Regions from separate parts of the Rattus norvegicus genome. Here regions 1 and 3 are each linked to region 2. Evidence: chromatin contacts called from public Hi-C data. All regions are on one chromosome and are shown on one strand. Each heading gives the region's core, a stretch centred on a gene start, on an enhancer-like site or on the middle of the called end of the contact. The rest is flanking DNA. Distances are from core to core; before and after follow the strand shown.

The links. A called contact is a pair of places that touch in the nucleus more often than the background predicts.
Region 1: a contact with region 2 is called in a Hi-C map of Schwann cells, with 5 times the contacts expected there. The contact joins the enhancer-like site here to the promoter of Bcl2l11 in region 2. A contact is called at or near these places in 5 of 12 Hi-C or Micro-C datasets (Schwann cells, kidney, liver and 2 more).
Region 3: a contact with region 2 is called in a Hi-C map of psoas muscle, with 4 times the contacts expected there. The contact joins the enhancer-like site here to the promoter of Bcl2l11 in region 2. A contact is called at or near these places in 10 of 12 Hi-C or Micro-C datasets (the A7r5 cell line, Schwann cells, frontal cortex and 5 more) and 1 of 1 datasets of contacts at active chromatin or transcription factors (oligodendrocytes).

What each region holds. Positions count from the first base shown.
Region 1 is chr3:135,961,056-135,965,476 of GRCr8, reverse strand. LOC134486438 (a long non-coding RNA gene) reads left to right here. Exons shown (of 3, transcript XR_010065372.1): 3 at 1-254. Among named protein-coding and RNA genes, the nearest start is that of Bcl2l11, 140 kb to the right of the region's middle. Within about 2 kb of position 3,121, at least 8 of the 93 cell types and tissues checked have an H3K27ac peak or open chromatin away from gene starts, as enhancers often do. A contact at or near this core is called in Schwann cells, where this site is marked.
Region 2 is chr3:135,817,990-135,822,622 of GRCr8, reverse strand. It overlaps Bcl2l11 (Bcl2-like 11), which reads right to left and starts at 2,581. Exons shown (of 4, transcript NM_171988.3): 1 at 2,332-2,581. Acoxl (acyl-CoA oxidase-like) reads right to left here. Exons shown (of 19, transcript NM_001415677.1): 19 at 2,332-4,633.
Region 3 is chr3:135,580,788-135,585,727 of GRCr8, reverse strand. All of the region lies in intron 9 of Acoxl (acyl-CoA oxidase-like), which reads right to left. Among named protein-coding and RNA genes, the nearest start is that of Acoxl, 69 kb to the right of the region's middle. Within about 2 kb of position 2,962, at least 5 of the 93 cell types and tissues checked have an H3K27ac peak or open chromatin away from gene starts, as enhancers often do.

The DNA.
Region 1 (4,421 bases), core at 1,872-4,371, 140 kb before region 2:
TTGGTCTTCTAGACATTGTTGGCCTACCGGGCACCACCCTACAGATTAATATGGCTTCCTAGCATGAGAACAAGCTGGAAAGACCCCTAGCTCTGGCCCGTCCCCAGCCCGTCTCCCCCTGATTCCACCTCCCCCTGGCTCCACCTCCCCTGACTCCACCTCCCCCTGACTCCACCTCCCCCTGGCTCCACCTCCCCTGGCACCACCTCCCCCTGACTCCACCTCCCACTGGCTCCACCTCCCCTGGCTCCACCTCCCCCTGACTCCACCTCCCCCTGGCTCCACCTCCCCTGGCTCCACCTCCCCTGGCTCCACCTCCCACTGGCTCCACCTCCCCTGGCTCCACCTCCCCTGGCACCACCTCCCACTGGCTCCGCCTCCCCAGGCCCATCTTCCCGGCACCACCTCCCACTGACTCTGCCTCCCCTGCCTCCACTTCCCCCTGCCTCGGTCTCCAGGACACTGTTGTCCTCCTGGGCACCATCGTACCAGTTAATGTGTGGTACCTGTATGCAGGTTCCTCATCTGTTCTCCCAAATACAACAACCTGATGCAGACTAGGAAGGAGGCACCGTTTTGGTGGAACCCTTGACTCTTCACGGCAGAGGGCTTCTTCTTCCTTAGCTCTCCTGAGGTCCCTCCCACTGCCTTCTCTGGACTATCTCTGTCCTGGACCCTCAGAGCATCTTTTTTCTAGCTCTAATAGTCCTGAGATCCACTTGTCAGCAATACTGACACCATCAAAATCCACCACCAAAGCTTCTTATCCACTCAAGCCTCTGGAGCCACGCACTCTCCGAGGCTCGTCTCTACCCCGAAGGCATCCTCAGAAGCACACCATGGAAGTGAGTTATACCACTATGCCAGAAGGGGATGATTGAAAGGATGAATGTCAGGATGTCAGGGTAGGTTAGGAGATGGAGTCCAAGGATGAAAGGCCCAGGAAGATTAAAGTACATAGAAGGTTCTGGTAGGAACAGGGACATATTGGCATCTACTAACAAAAGACCAGAAAGAGTACATTCTAAGTGGAGAGACAAGCAAGAACTTCGACCTTTCCGATGCTGCTACCAAGCAGGAATCTCCTTCATTTGTAATTTGTGGTTATTTTGTTTCTGTTTTAAAAAGAAAAAAGAAAGGATACACTTAGTCTTTTTGTTTCCTTTCAGTGAGACAGAACATTATGTAGCTCAGGCTGGCCTTGAAATCCCTAAGTAGCCTCTGCCACCAAGAACTTGTGAGTCTTGTAACTACACGTGTGTACCACCACACACACTGGACGCTGTGTTGGGATTGAATCCAAGGCTTGCTGAGTGCCAGGCAAGCATTCTACTAACCTAAGGTATCTCGTGTGTCTCTTTCTGTTTCCCGGCTTCCTTTGGGCTCGGTTCAGTTTCTCAGCCCCCAATATCTTAGGTCCCTTGCCTTAGCCTCCACCTAGTGCTGCTTCAGCCCACATAAGCTCACAGCTTCAGTGTATGAAGGGATTCTCCCAGAAGAGCAGGCTTTGCTGTCCCTGCCTAGGAGGCCTGGTGATTTAAAACACAGAGGTTAGCATCCTGCTTCCAGCTATGTCCCCAGGTGCCACATGGTATTTGCCTAACACTCTGGTACTAACCATAAAAACCATTTTCACTTTTAACTCAGACTCAGCTCAAATTCTATCCGGAGTTCGCCGCATTCCCTCAAGAACTACTAGTTCTCTGGTGTTCATCTCCGAGGGCCAGAATTGAGGACTTGTCCAGCCCTGAACACTGGCACTAGTGTTTGGCAACTGGTGTGTGCTCCTGGTCTGGCTTTCTGTTTGGGAGTCTCTAGGGTGATGTGTGACCAGATAAGGGTTGTAATGAGAGAGGAGGGCCTTGGGGGTGTCCAGTGAAAAGACAGCTAGAGGAATAAACAGAGAAAAGCTGCAGTGCTCTGTCTAGACAAATGAGGGTGCGCAGTAGGTCTGCAGGGTGACTCAGAACTGCTAATGAATGCCCCCTATTCATGGGTCCAGGCCTTTGTTTAAGTCCAGGCCTGTATTTTAAAAAACAAGAACTGGTTGAACTGGTCTGACCACCGCAAAGGCTGAACACTTCCCCCAGGCGGGTACTCAGGTGAATGAAGTCATCGATATTTTCTTATTTTCCATGCAGTCCCAATCTGTGATTAACTTTTATCTCTTCCCTGAAACAACAGCCTCCCTCAGACAGATAACAAGGAGGGCTGGGGGGGTTAGTGTGGAGGGGAATTCGAAGCCTCTGGGGAAGGGAAGGCTTGCACTCCCAGCCCTGACCCCTGTAGCTGCACTGTGCCCAGATGTCCCTGCTTCAAGTTCACTTAACTCAAAGCGAATGGCCAACTTCCTATGTCCTCATCTTGTTAAGGGCTCCACCACACACCAGGAAGTCTTGTTGTAACTGTCTTGTAATGTTTGAGTCCGGCCCCAGTTATAGGTTGGAACCCTATGAGCAACCAGGCTGGCCTCACCTCAGAAGCACCCTCCAGCCTCCCTCCCTCGGGCCTCTGCTAAGATCAGAGTTCCCCTTGTGTGAGCAAAGCTCCTATTGTGGGAGGTTTGCCCTTGGCACTCATCGTTAAAAACCACTGCATCTCAAACCTATGAGGAATGTAATGGGTGAATTAGGCAGATGAAACTCAAGACCTCCCCCCAGCACCCCAATCTATATTGTGTTTACTCCCTTGTGCTGGACATAAACAAACCAGGGAGGCTACTTTGATAACAGTGGAGCAACAGAGAAGGTAAGAGGTGCCCCCTTGGTACATTACTTCTCTGCTGGGGAGGCAGTAGGGAATGGTGGGGACCAGAGCCAGGACTGTAGAAAAAGACGTGGTATCCAGGATGCCTTGTTTAAGAAAACACTCTTCCCAGGTCCCTGCAAGGGCAGAGCTGACACCTGAAAGAGAATGGGTCCTTTTAAACTTTGCTTCTTGGCTTTGGTGTGTCTGACCTACCCTACCCCTGGTAAGACAGTGGTAAGCTTTGATCTCGCCTAGAGACAGCCACTAATTGGTGTCACCTAACTGTTGGTGAAAGGCAGGGAGTACTGTGGTCCCCACGAGGCTTTCAAATATTCTGTGGGTGTTCTGACTGCGCCTGACATCATGTGGCTAGGGAGTTGAGTCACTCATAACTTCCCCACTGCAGGAAGAGTTTCTTCCACCAGGGCCTCAGCTCAACTCCATGTGATTCCAGGGACAGGCACAGGATGGGTGCTTAGTAATGACAAGGGACAAACGGACTAGGGTGGGCCTTGAGTTAGGAACTTTATTCACAAAACAGTCATCAAGTGCCAGCTACGTGGCTGCTCTCAGTCCTGGCTGCTTTGGGAGAGTGGCCTCCTTGGTGTGCAGGGCATGGTCCCCTGCTGATTGCAGACCAGGGCACAGTGGCTTCTCCCCACTCCTGGTATGCAGCAGGCTTGGGAAAGCGGGAACAATAACTTACTAGCAAGACACACGCTCACAAACTGGTTTACGCTCTGAAATCTGTCATCAGATGCAGCAGATGCGCATGGCCACGACTCAGCTACTGTGAGACGGAATGAATGACAGCCGAAGGTGACGATGTCACTCAAGACAAGTGACCACAGAAAGGCTGGGAGCTGTACACCACAGGTGCCAAAAGTAGTGGTCAGGTCCTTTGTGTTCTGAGGCCAAGTAACAAATGGACAGAAACCCAATGGACAGAACCACAGGTATGAATCTTGTCTCCTCTAACTTCATCAAAAGTTAAGACATCATCTTTAAGACAAGAAAAACACTGTCCATACATGAAAGATTTGGGAGTATTATTCAATGTATGTGCATGTATCTACATGAATATGTATGTGTACATTGTGTAACATTGAGTATGTGTATAAGTATGTGTATGTTATCTGCATGCATCTAAGTATGTATAAGTATGTGCACTATCTATATATGCATGTTCATGTATATGTGTATATATAAGCATATATGTATATGTGTGCCTGTATATTGCACTTATGCACGTGTATATATATGTATATTTGCATATATGCTTATATTTGTACATACTTACTGTGCATATTTGCATGTGTACACACGCATATATGTTGTGTGTATGTTTGTGCATATGTGGTTGTGTGTATATGTTAAATATTACATGTATATGTGTATGTGTGAAAAGCTTAGCAACTGAAGATAGTCCTTGTTTTTTTTGAAGACGTGCAGAGAACTTAAAATTTAACCAAACCATAGGTTACAAGAGCCTTTACAAACACCTATACTTCACCAACATTACATGGTGTTGCATTTAATCTAAGCCTGTTGCAGGAAACATCAACTGGAAAATCTTCCAAAACTCACATGTTTGACAACCCCATGGTCACTTAGCAATTACTCAGATGCTGAACGGTGATTTAAAGGTGAAATGTATTGGACTGGGCATAGTA
Region 2 (4,633 bases), core at 1,332-3,831:
TCATTTCATCCACTCGTTAAGAATTCTAGAGTCAACCTCAGATTCTTTGTTATGTTGTTTGCTTTTCTGACTATCTTCCAAGTAAGATCAAAAGTGCACCCAAAATAATGAAGGTGTGTTTATTTTGATGCAGGGTGAAACTAAATCAGACTACCAAACAAAACAAAGTATCAACTCCATAGCTTGTGGAGTCAGTTGGTGCGCTCACGCACATACACAACCACAGAAGTTTTAGGAGAAGCAGCTCATGGGAAGTCTACATTTCGTGCTTTTCCTTCAGGACAAACTTGAATCAAGTCTGAAAATCCCAGCGGGCTCCCATTTCCCGGGCTCAGATGCGGCGCTGGAGCACAGGAGCCGGCGCAGATGCAGAGATTGCAGGCGGCTGGCCGCCTTCCCTGCTCCGGCCCCATTGTTTGCCGAAAATGCTGAGGGCAGCAAGTCTGGAGAAGGTTTGGCAGCGGCCGTCAGTCGTAGTAAGTGCGTCACAATAGAGTTTGTAACTCCGAGCGCAGCTCCGCCCGGGTCGGGCGCCCTCGGCCGCAAGGTCCCTCCTGCTGCCTGCCCTGAGCGCCACCCCAAACACTAAACCACTTCTCTCCCGTGCAACCTTGCCGAAATGTGCACACTTCCAAATGGGGGCCTTCAGAGACATCCCTTTGAAAGTTCCACACCTAGCTACGTGCGCTTGGCAATACCCGGCGCAAGGCTGACTCTTTCCCTCCCCGGGCCACCACACGGAGACTCACGTCCGCCCCTTCCCTTCGGAGCGCAGCGTGTTGTGCCGATCGGACGACCCCTGCACGTAGCCACCGAGAAGGCAAGGGAAACAAAGCCGGGTCCTGGGCTCCAGGGCCCCTCGCCTGCCCGTCCGCCCTCCGCCACGCTCCGCCGGGGAGCCCAAGGTTTCGCGCGCCGCGCCTCTGGCTCGCGCTGCACCGGCCACCGCCGGGATCATCCTCCGCCTCCTCCCGCTCCGCCCCTCGCGCGCAGCTCCCGCCGCCGCGCGGGCACCGCCAGCCCTGCGCCCCTGGCGCCGGCTGCTAGTGCTCCCCATTGGCCCGCGCGCAGTCGCTCCTCACCGTAACCAATGGGCAGAGGCGGCGGGGGCGGCGCCTACGGGTCAGGCAGCCGAAGGCAAGGCGATTGTTGACAAACTCGCCTCCCAGCGCCGCGCAGACTGTGCCGGCCGCCGCAGCTACGGCTGGAACTTAGGGGGCCGGGCTGCTTTGCTTTGCGCCCCGCCCCGCCCCAGGGCCCGGCCCGGACGCCGCGCGCCTTGCGGGAATTCCCGCCGCCAAGGCATCGGGACATTAGAGACAAAGCGAGACCCGCACCCCTCGGAGATCCGCATGGGGCCACGATCACACTCCAGGCCACTCCGGGCAAAGGCCCTAACGGCCCCCGCAGTCCCTAGCCGAACTTCTTAGCAACTTCACCTGCTGTGCCCCCATGTGCTACCGACATGCACCAAATATGAACGACCCTCTCCGGTCTCGGGCGTGCACATCCAGACCTCCGCCCCCACTGTTCAGTTAGCCTTGCACAAGCAGTGCCTGCCTCGGGTGCATTAGGCTCGCGAGCTCAGGGGTCCGCTAGCCTATGCGACTGGGTCTTGGTGCGATCGGGCTAGAAGGAGTAGACAGGGCAGTCAGCTGGCTGGAGCTCGGAACACGCGTAGCCTAAGTGATCCTAGGGGGCTTACGGGGTCTCTTGTCTCCTGTAGATACGGCGCTCCTCAATATCCACAGGACGCTCGCAAAAAGAACCGGGCCGCCCGCGACATCCGGAAAGGCGAAATTGACCACTGTGGCCAAACTGGCTTGAGTGAGTACAAGCAAAGTCTGGGCGCGTGTGATTTTAATACTCAAACCTCCGCAATGAACCCGCGCCAGCGAAGAGTTAAGTCTACCCGCCCGCCGCTACTGCGCGGCTACTTCTCCCGGGCCGTCTGGGTCGCGGCGACGCTTCCCGGCTGGACGCACTACGGGCACTACGAAGCGGGACCTCCGCTCCAAGCCGAGACCACGCGCCCTCCTGGCCCGCGAGAGATGCCTCAGCGGCCCCTCGTGCAGCATCCCGGCCCAACCCGGTCTTCGGCTAAGAGCCCGCAGCTTCTGTGCCCACGACCCTTCCCCAGAAGTGCCTTGGCACGCAGAGACCTCGACCCGACTCCCAGCGTTCGCCTCCTGCAGCCGCGCGCCACGCGGGACAAACCAGCGCCTCCACCCGCACGTGCGACACCAGAGACAGATGAAGCCGCAGAGGTGGCTGCGGCGCCTGTCTTCTATCCATCCCCAGCCTGCGCCCCGGGAGTCGAGGAGTGTTTACCTTGCGTTTCTCAGTCCGAGAATCAGAGTCAGACATTGGGTGGACGAGGGCCAGGGGAAGGGCGCCGAGGCGGTGGCGGCGGGGGCAGCGGAGGTGGTGTGAATCCAAGTGGAACACAGCTCGCGGAGCGGCTGCAGGAATCCGGTGACTGCAACGACAACGGCGGCGGCGGCAAGGACCGCAGAGCTCCAACAAGCTGTTGACCCAGTGCCTGCGGGGAGCGAAGTGAAAGCAGCCTGCCCCAGCCACTCTGCTCTTACTGAGCCCCCGCTCCGGCGCCCAATCACCGCGGGCTCCGCCCCCCGCTCAGTCCGGCCCGGGCAAGCCGGAAGGTAAGTCCCACCCCCCACGGCCCCCAGGCCGCTGGCGCGTGCAGGCTGCGACAGGTAGTGGGGAGGGTGGCCCCACCGGCTGTCCTGCAGTTTGCGTGCGCCGCCCACCCCGGCGTGTTTACCCTAGTGACTTGGCCTGTGGGCAGCTGCATGCACGCCCATCCTCCACTCAGAATGTACCCGCCCCTCCCGGTCCGCCCGTGGCGGCCACCTCGCAGAGCGGAACTTAGGGGGCGCTCAGGGCACGCTGCTCTGTGTCCAGCCTGGCCGCGGCCGCCAGTTGGAAGCCTCAGGAGGCGCCCCTGCTCCCTTGGTTTGCGGAGCTTCTCAGCCCCAAACCAAAGGGACTAGATTGGTGCAAGGATGGGTACTGTCCTTTCCAAGAATTCCTGGCCTCCGGGGACCCAGATCAGAAAGATGCTTGCCCTTCCTCGGCTATGCCACAAGCGGGACTCTTCATCACCGCCGCCTTCTGTCCTCATTTAGGCTCTCCCTGGTTTTGTGTGTGTGTGTGTGTGTGTGTGTGTGTGTGTGTTGTTTTGTTTTGTTGTTGTTGTTTTTGTGTTCTATATGTTTGTTTCCCCAGTGCAGAGCTGGTGGTGGGAAGGACAGTTGAGAGACCAGGGAGGCTTCGGGGAGCGATGGGCGTGCACGATAAAGCAGATAAAATAGGGGAATGAGAAAGTTAACTCGAAAAGAATAAACAAGGAAAAGGAGGTGGGCTACCAAATAAAGACTGTTGCGCCATGAGCTGTACTGGGATCCTCAAAATTTATTGGGCTCACAGAGTACCGCCTGGAACTGTCTACCCATCGGCCCGCTGAAGCTGGCGGCCGCGGAACAGCGGAATTCAGGGCAAGCTAGGAAAGCCAGAAGGGGGTTGAAAAATCCCCTGACCCTCCTGAGGCCTTCGTGACCCTAACCGAAGTCTCGAAGTCAATGGTGCCATGTGCGTCCCCACCCCCAACCTCTTCTCTCACAGCGGCGGCCGAGAGTAGCTGGTCTGGAAATGGATCGTCCCCACACGTGAGGATTAAAGAAACTCGATTTAAGGGCTACCCAACCTGCATCCAGGCTGGCAGCAAGAGGGACATGGCCTTTTCATGAGGAACAAGTGTCAGGTGGCCTGTCGTCCCACCGTTGGACCATCTTGGTCATTTTGATGTTTATAAGCGGACCTAACGTCACGGTGACACAGCAAAGCCCCAGGCTAAATCTTGGCTCTTAGGTGAATCCTGAGCGAGTTATTGGTTAAGAAGTTATTGGTTCCCAGGGAAACTGGGGGGCTCAGGACAAAGCCTTGCTGGAGGTGAGGGACGATCGCTATAAGAGAGCACAGGGCAAGGGCATGGATGCAGGTCTGTCTTGACCAAGGCTGTGAACCAGTACTGTGCCTTGACCGACCACTCGGCATCCCACCCATGCAGCCCAATCTGCTGCTGCTACTCCGGGAGTCCAAAACCAGTAACAAGTCTGCCTGCTCCACGCCCTCAGCGGGCAGCCAGGCGCCTCAGCCTTAGACTAGAGAAGAACCACACAGGGATGGGGGGGTTGGGGGTGGGGAAAGCTCCGGTGTTTCTTCGTAGGAGCAGGTTGCTCTGGAGTCTTCCGATTTTGCAACCCTGGACACACTAAAAGAAAATTTACAGGCACTGGGGAAAGCAACGGACTGGGCTATGTGCTCTTATTTAGGGCTGAATTAGGAAGCCGGGCTGGAGGCGGAGGCTCTTGCATCACCCGCGAACAAGGCAGTCAGGGGAGCTTCCACCAAGTGCCTCAAGTAAGGTAGCCGCGGGCATTTGGGCCCTTGCAGTTTCTAGGGTTGGGTCGGGAGAACTCCTGGGATCGGAGTTGACGGCGGGGAAGAGCAAGGTGGGAAGGGCCAGTGGATCACCGGTGCCTTCCCGAGGCTGCCAACGATGTGGAGGAAGGGAATCGAGACGATGGCTAGAGATGAGAACGAAACTGGG
Region 3 (4,940 bases), core at 1,713-4,212, 240 kb after region 2:
CAATCAAACCAGATATGGCGGTACACACCTGTACCCCAAGCCCTGGAAAGATAGGAGCAGGTTCAAAGTCAACCTCGACTATATGTGAGTTCGAAGTCAACCTGGGCTACATGAAACCATGTCCCAGAGAGACAAAGAAGTAAAAGAAAAAGAAGAAGTGACTAAATAATAAATAAATAATAAAGGATGAAGGAGAGGCAAATATTTATGGAGAAGAATTCCAAATAATATATGTGGATAGCCCATCCTTAAGGAAGTAGAGCATGACCCCCCCACATCTTAAGCATGAGCTGCTCGTATGACAGCAGGCAATAACTTTAGCCTGGAGAACACTTAGAGATACTTTCTTAACTGAACTAAATCAATGACAGCTGGCCCGGGGCAATGAGGAGACCTGGGGTAGGGCAGATGCTGGGCCCTAGAGGCAATACCATCACCTAGCTTTAAAGGCATCTCTCCTAGAGAAGGGGAGCCTCTCCCCCAAGTGAGAGAATATCCCAACCCTGCTGCCTATAGTGGTCCAGATTCTCCATGGATCCCAGACAAGCCTGCTTGAGTCCTCCATGTGCAGCTCTGCCGAATTGTCTGCTCTCACAGCACCTTCACTAATGAATAGACACTAAGGAAGGAAGGGGAGGGTGGACACCCTGAACAGCAACTCAGAAGGAGTATATTCCTTGTCAATGCTTCACCAGGACCTCTTCAACATTCAGGACAGAAAGACATAGAGCTGGTAATAGCCAAAGGTTTCTGTTATGATTTAAATATGAAATGTCTCCCACAGACCCATGTTTGAAAACTCAGTACCCAGCTGGTGATGCTGAATGAAGAAGTTGTGGAACCTTTAGGGTGGAAGACCTGCCTGGATCACGCAGATCACTGGGTAAGGGCAGACCTTTGAGGGTTACAGCCAAAACCCAAGCTCTCTGGCTCCAAGTGGGCAATAGATGGGAACAAGCTCCATGATTAATTCCCATCACCATGGACCAAGCCTTCGCCTATGTCTCTCCTGCAATGATGGACTGTATTCTGTAAAATCGTGAGCCAAAATAAACTTCTCTTCCTTTTAGTTGCTTCAGTCAGGTATTTTATCACAAAATGTCACTAGTATACATGTCCTCACTACCTTACCTTGGGGGCAGAGGTGTTAAATACACTGTTAGTGGACGGGGATGAAAAGAGGCATCTGACATCTTTAGCCTAGCTGTGAGCTATAAACTAAACAATTTGTAAGGTCATGAGTAATCATAGGGACATGTCAAAAAACAAAAAAGCCATCCTTAAACCTAATGGCTCTCTCTTCTTTCCTTAAAGGACTTTTAACGTGGAGTCTAGGTATCCAATACGCCTTCACTAAGCACATCCAAGGAGGATGCTTGGACCCATGATGCATCTGTGAAAGGTGCCCTTTAAATTGGGGGCAAATGCCGTGCCCAGATGGTATCATTTTGCTGGTGGGATGAGTTCTGTTTCCGAAAGTCCAGCACGTGGGTTGCAGCAAAGCTGGGATGAGATGGAAAATGTAAGAAAAGGAAATTGCTGTAGTGAGCCGGCCCCTGGTGCCTTACAATACCGCAGCTGATCACTCAAGCATGGAAAGTAGGACATTATTCTCACAACACTGATTAGGCAAGGAAATGAGATATGCAAATATTTTTTAAAAGTCTGCCCGTACCAACTTTATTACCAGATGAAAGTTCACAAAGAAAACATGACTCTATCGGGTCAATATTGAGCTAATGCCCTTGACTCAGATTACCTGACCTGGAAGATCCCTGAACACAAAAGTCAAGTTCAAGACTCAGGCAACACAATCAAGGAGATGGACAGGAGGACATTTTTGACAGGAGGACATTTTTAAAATATTGCGTGGTTCAGCTCAGCCCAAAAGTCAAGCGTTTACATTTCTAAAAACCCAAAATATTGTTCCTTTAGAGCTCAATATATCCATATTTCTGTCTTTATGTCTCTAGTCAGACAATGAGCCTTAAAATAAAGGCTCAGAGACAAGAGGAAGTTTGTTTTGTGGGGGGAAGGTGAGAGAGAGAGAGAGAGAGAGAGAGAGAGAGAGAGAGAGAGAGAAGTCCTGACTATCATAGAGCTCACTATGTAGACTAGGCTGACCTCAAACCCACAGATATCCTTCTACCCAGGCCTCCTGAGTACTGGGATTAAAGTTATGCACCACTATGCCCAGCTATAACATGAAGTTTGTAGAGACTGAAGTCAATGAAGGACAAGGCTGGGCACAGAACTCCACTGCCAAGCCACCTCACCTCCCAGAGTGCCTGTCTTCCATTTGTAAAGAGGCATCATGGTGGAGCTGCAGCAGACATTGAGTAAGAACATGTGTACAGAGGAGGAGTCCATTCCATTGTAGATACCACTGTGCATAGCTCCCCTCTGTTCTCCCGGACTTCCTTAGCATAGAGATACTGTGATAGGCTACATTCAAGTCACAGATAACTACTGAAAGTCTCCTATGTGCCTGGTACTGTATAATGCCCTCACCACCACACCCCTACACACACATACACACACACACACACACACACACACACACACACACACACACCTTCTGGTAGCAAATACAGAGTTCACATCAGGGACTGGAATAAACAAAGCACTTTGAAAGTTCTGTAAAGGAAAGTTCTCTGAAGGATACACAACATCCACTTAATAGAACCAGTGCCTAAGAAAGGAAGCATCAGTCATAGGTGGGAGGACCAGCCTGTGCAGAAGTGACAGTGTAGCCTGTGCAGAAGTGACAGTGTAGCCTGTGCAGAAGTGACAGTGTAGCCTGTGTAGAAGTGACAGTGTAGTCTGTTTGAAGAGCTAAAATAAGATCTGTGTCACTGGGGTTTGGGATCAATTTCTCTTACTCAGGTATAAAGCCCCTTAGCCCAGCTGCTCCACAGTGTGGCCTGAAGTGCACTATGAAGCTGTGATCCTATTACACAGTCGTCTTTAGAGAACAAGAGACAGTCCCTGGGCTATGTGTCATCTGCCCAGAATAGCGATTCAGTCACACTGACAATATCGTCAGACCCAGGAGGCTCATCGACGAGCAGTCTGCAAGGGTAGCCAAGGAGCAAATGTGCACTGTAGGAAATAAGCACAGACTTCTCTGCCTTCGTACTCACTGCCCAGACTGAAATGCCCCGGGGGCAGGCTAGCCCCAAGATTATAACACAGCTCTGGACTGGCAATGGAAGTATTATGTCTGTTTTTCTATAAGTTTCACTTAGGAGTCTAGGGCTCTTCATATATTTCAGAAGCCTCTGTCTAACGGTTGAGAAAGCAGCTCAGTTGTATCGTGCATGCCTAAAATGCCACGAGGCCCCAGGTTCCATGAAATAAATACACAATAAGTAATACTAATAAACAATAAAAGGAAGGCCACGAAATGGCTTATATGGAGATAATAAATAATATTAATTAATAGGTAGTAAATAGAAAGCCATGTGGCCCACACCAAATCCCCATAGCATTATGATTTGAACTCATCTATTCTCTACCAAAGAAACCTCTCCCTTCAATGCTGTTAGTCATCCATCCATCCATCCATTCATCCATCATGTGTTCATGATTTATTTACTAGACATTTAGTACCAAGCCTTGTTCTCAGTTCAGAAGGGACAATGGTTATCAAAAAACATCATATTTGCCCTCTTGTTCCTAAATTCTTTGGTGAGGCAAGTCACTCAATTATTGCTACATGGTGGATTGAGTTTTTGAACATTTAAGAAAGAGTCTCTGCTGTGGAAGTGCAGAAGATATCCTCCTCCTCAACTCCTTAGGAAAATTCAAGCCATACACTGACCCAACCCAGACCTGCCTATCCCTGACCCATCACCCCAGCGAGCCCAGACACATCCCTGACCCATCACCCCCGTGAGAAAGACCCACCCCTGATCCATCTCTAGCGAGCCCAGCCCTCTCTATCTGGCCTCTCCACATATGCCATGGTCTTTCCCTTCCCTGCTACTTCTCCATTTGCAATGTACATGTCTTCTTCAGATCTTTATGGTGGTTCCAATGGTCAATGCTTTGCTCCCCATCCATTAGCCAGCTGTCAGGACAGTGAGTCTAAATATTCAACCTTCTCCCTCTTCCTCCTGCATGTGAGCCTCCGTTGCAGCTTCCCTGCTATCCACTGCCTTCAAGCATCGCAGGGAAACTTAGCCCACGTTAGTTCCTGTGTGGCACCACAACTAGACCACACTGTTCACTACTCTGTGACTCCATGCGTCCTCCATGCCTGGACTGTCCCTTCTACCAACTAACTTCTACCTGGGTTTCAAACCTCAGTGTGAGGCCTTTGGGGGACGCCTCAGTGCATGGTTGAAGCTAAGCTTGGTGATTCTCTGACCCCACTCATAACAGTATTCATATCATTCTGACTATAACTGCTGGCCTGTCTCAACCTTTTTTATTTTCATAGTCAACCCCATTGCTCTTACAGAAAAGAGTTGACTCACAGAGCAGAACTCTTCATCTTCAGCCCATAGTTATGTCTAGAAAACAACAGACTACTCCAAACAAATGGACAACACAGAAAGGACCCTTACAAAGTAAACACAATTGTGCAAATAAAAGTAAAATCAGGAAAATATCTCCTAGAGAACAAGTCTATAAGAATGTAAGAGGGAATACACAAAAGAGGTGCCAAGTCACCTCTAAATAAGTAGACTTCTAAGTAAAGACAACAATCCCCAGAGGAAAGGAGACCAAGGCTTTAAAATTGAAAGGGCCTGGGGCTGGGGATTTAGCTCAGTGGTAGAGCGCTTGCCTAGGAAGCGCAAGGCCCTGGGTTTGGTCCCCAGCTCCGAAAAAAAGAACCAAAAAAAAAAAATTGAAAGGGCCTGCCAGATGCCACACAGGATGAATGAAAACCCAAACCTAGATACATTACTAAGACATCCCCACACACTCAAGAC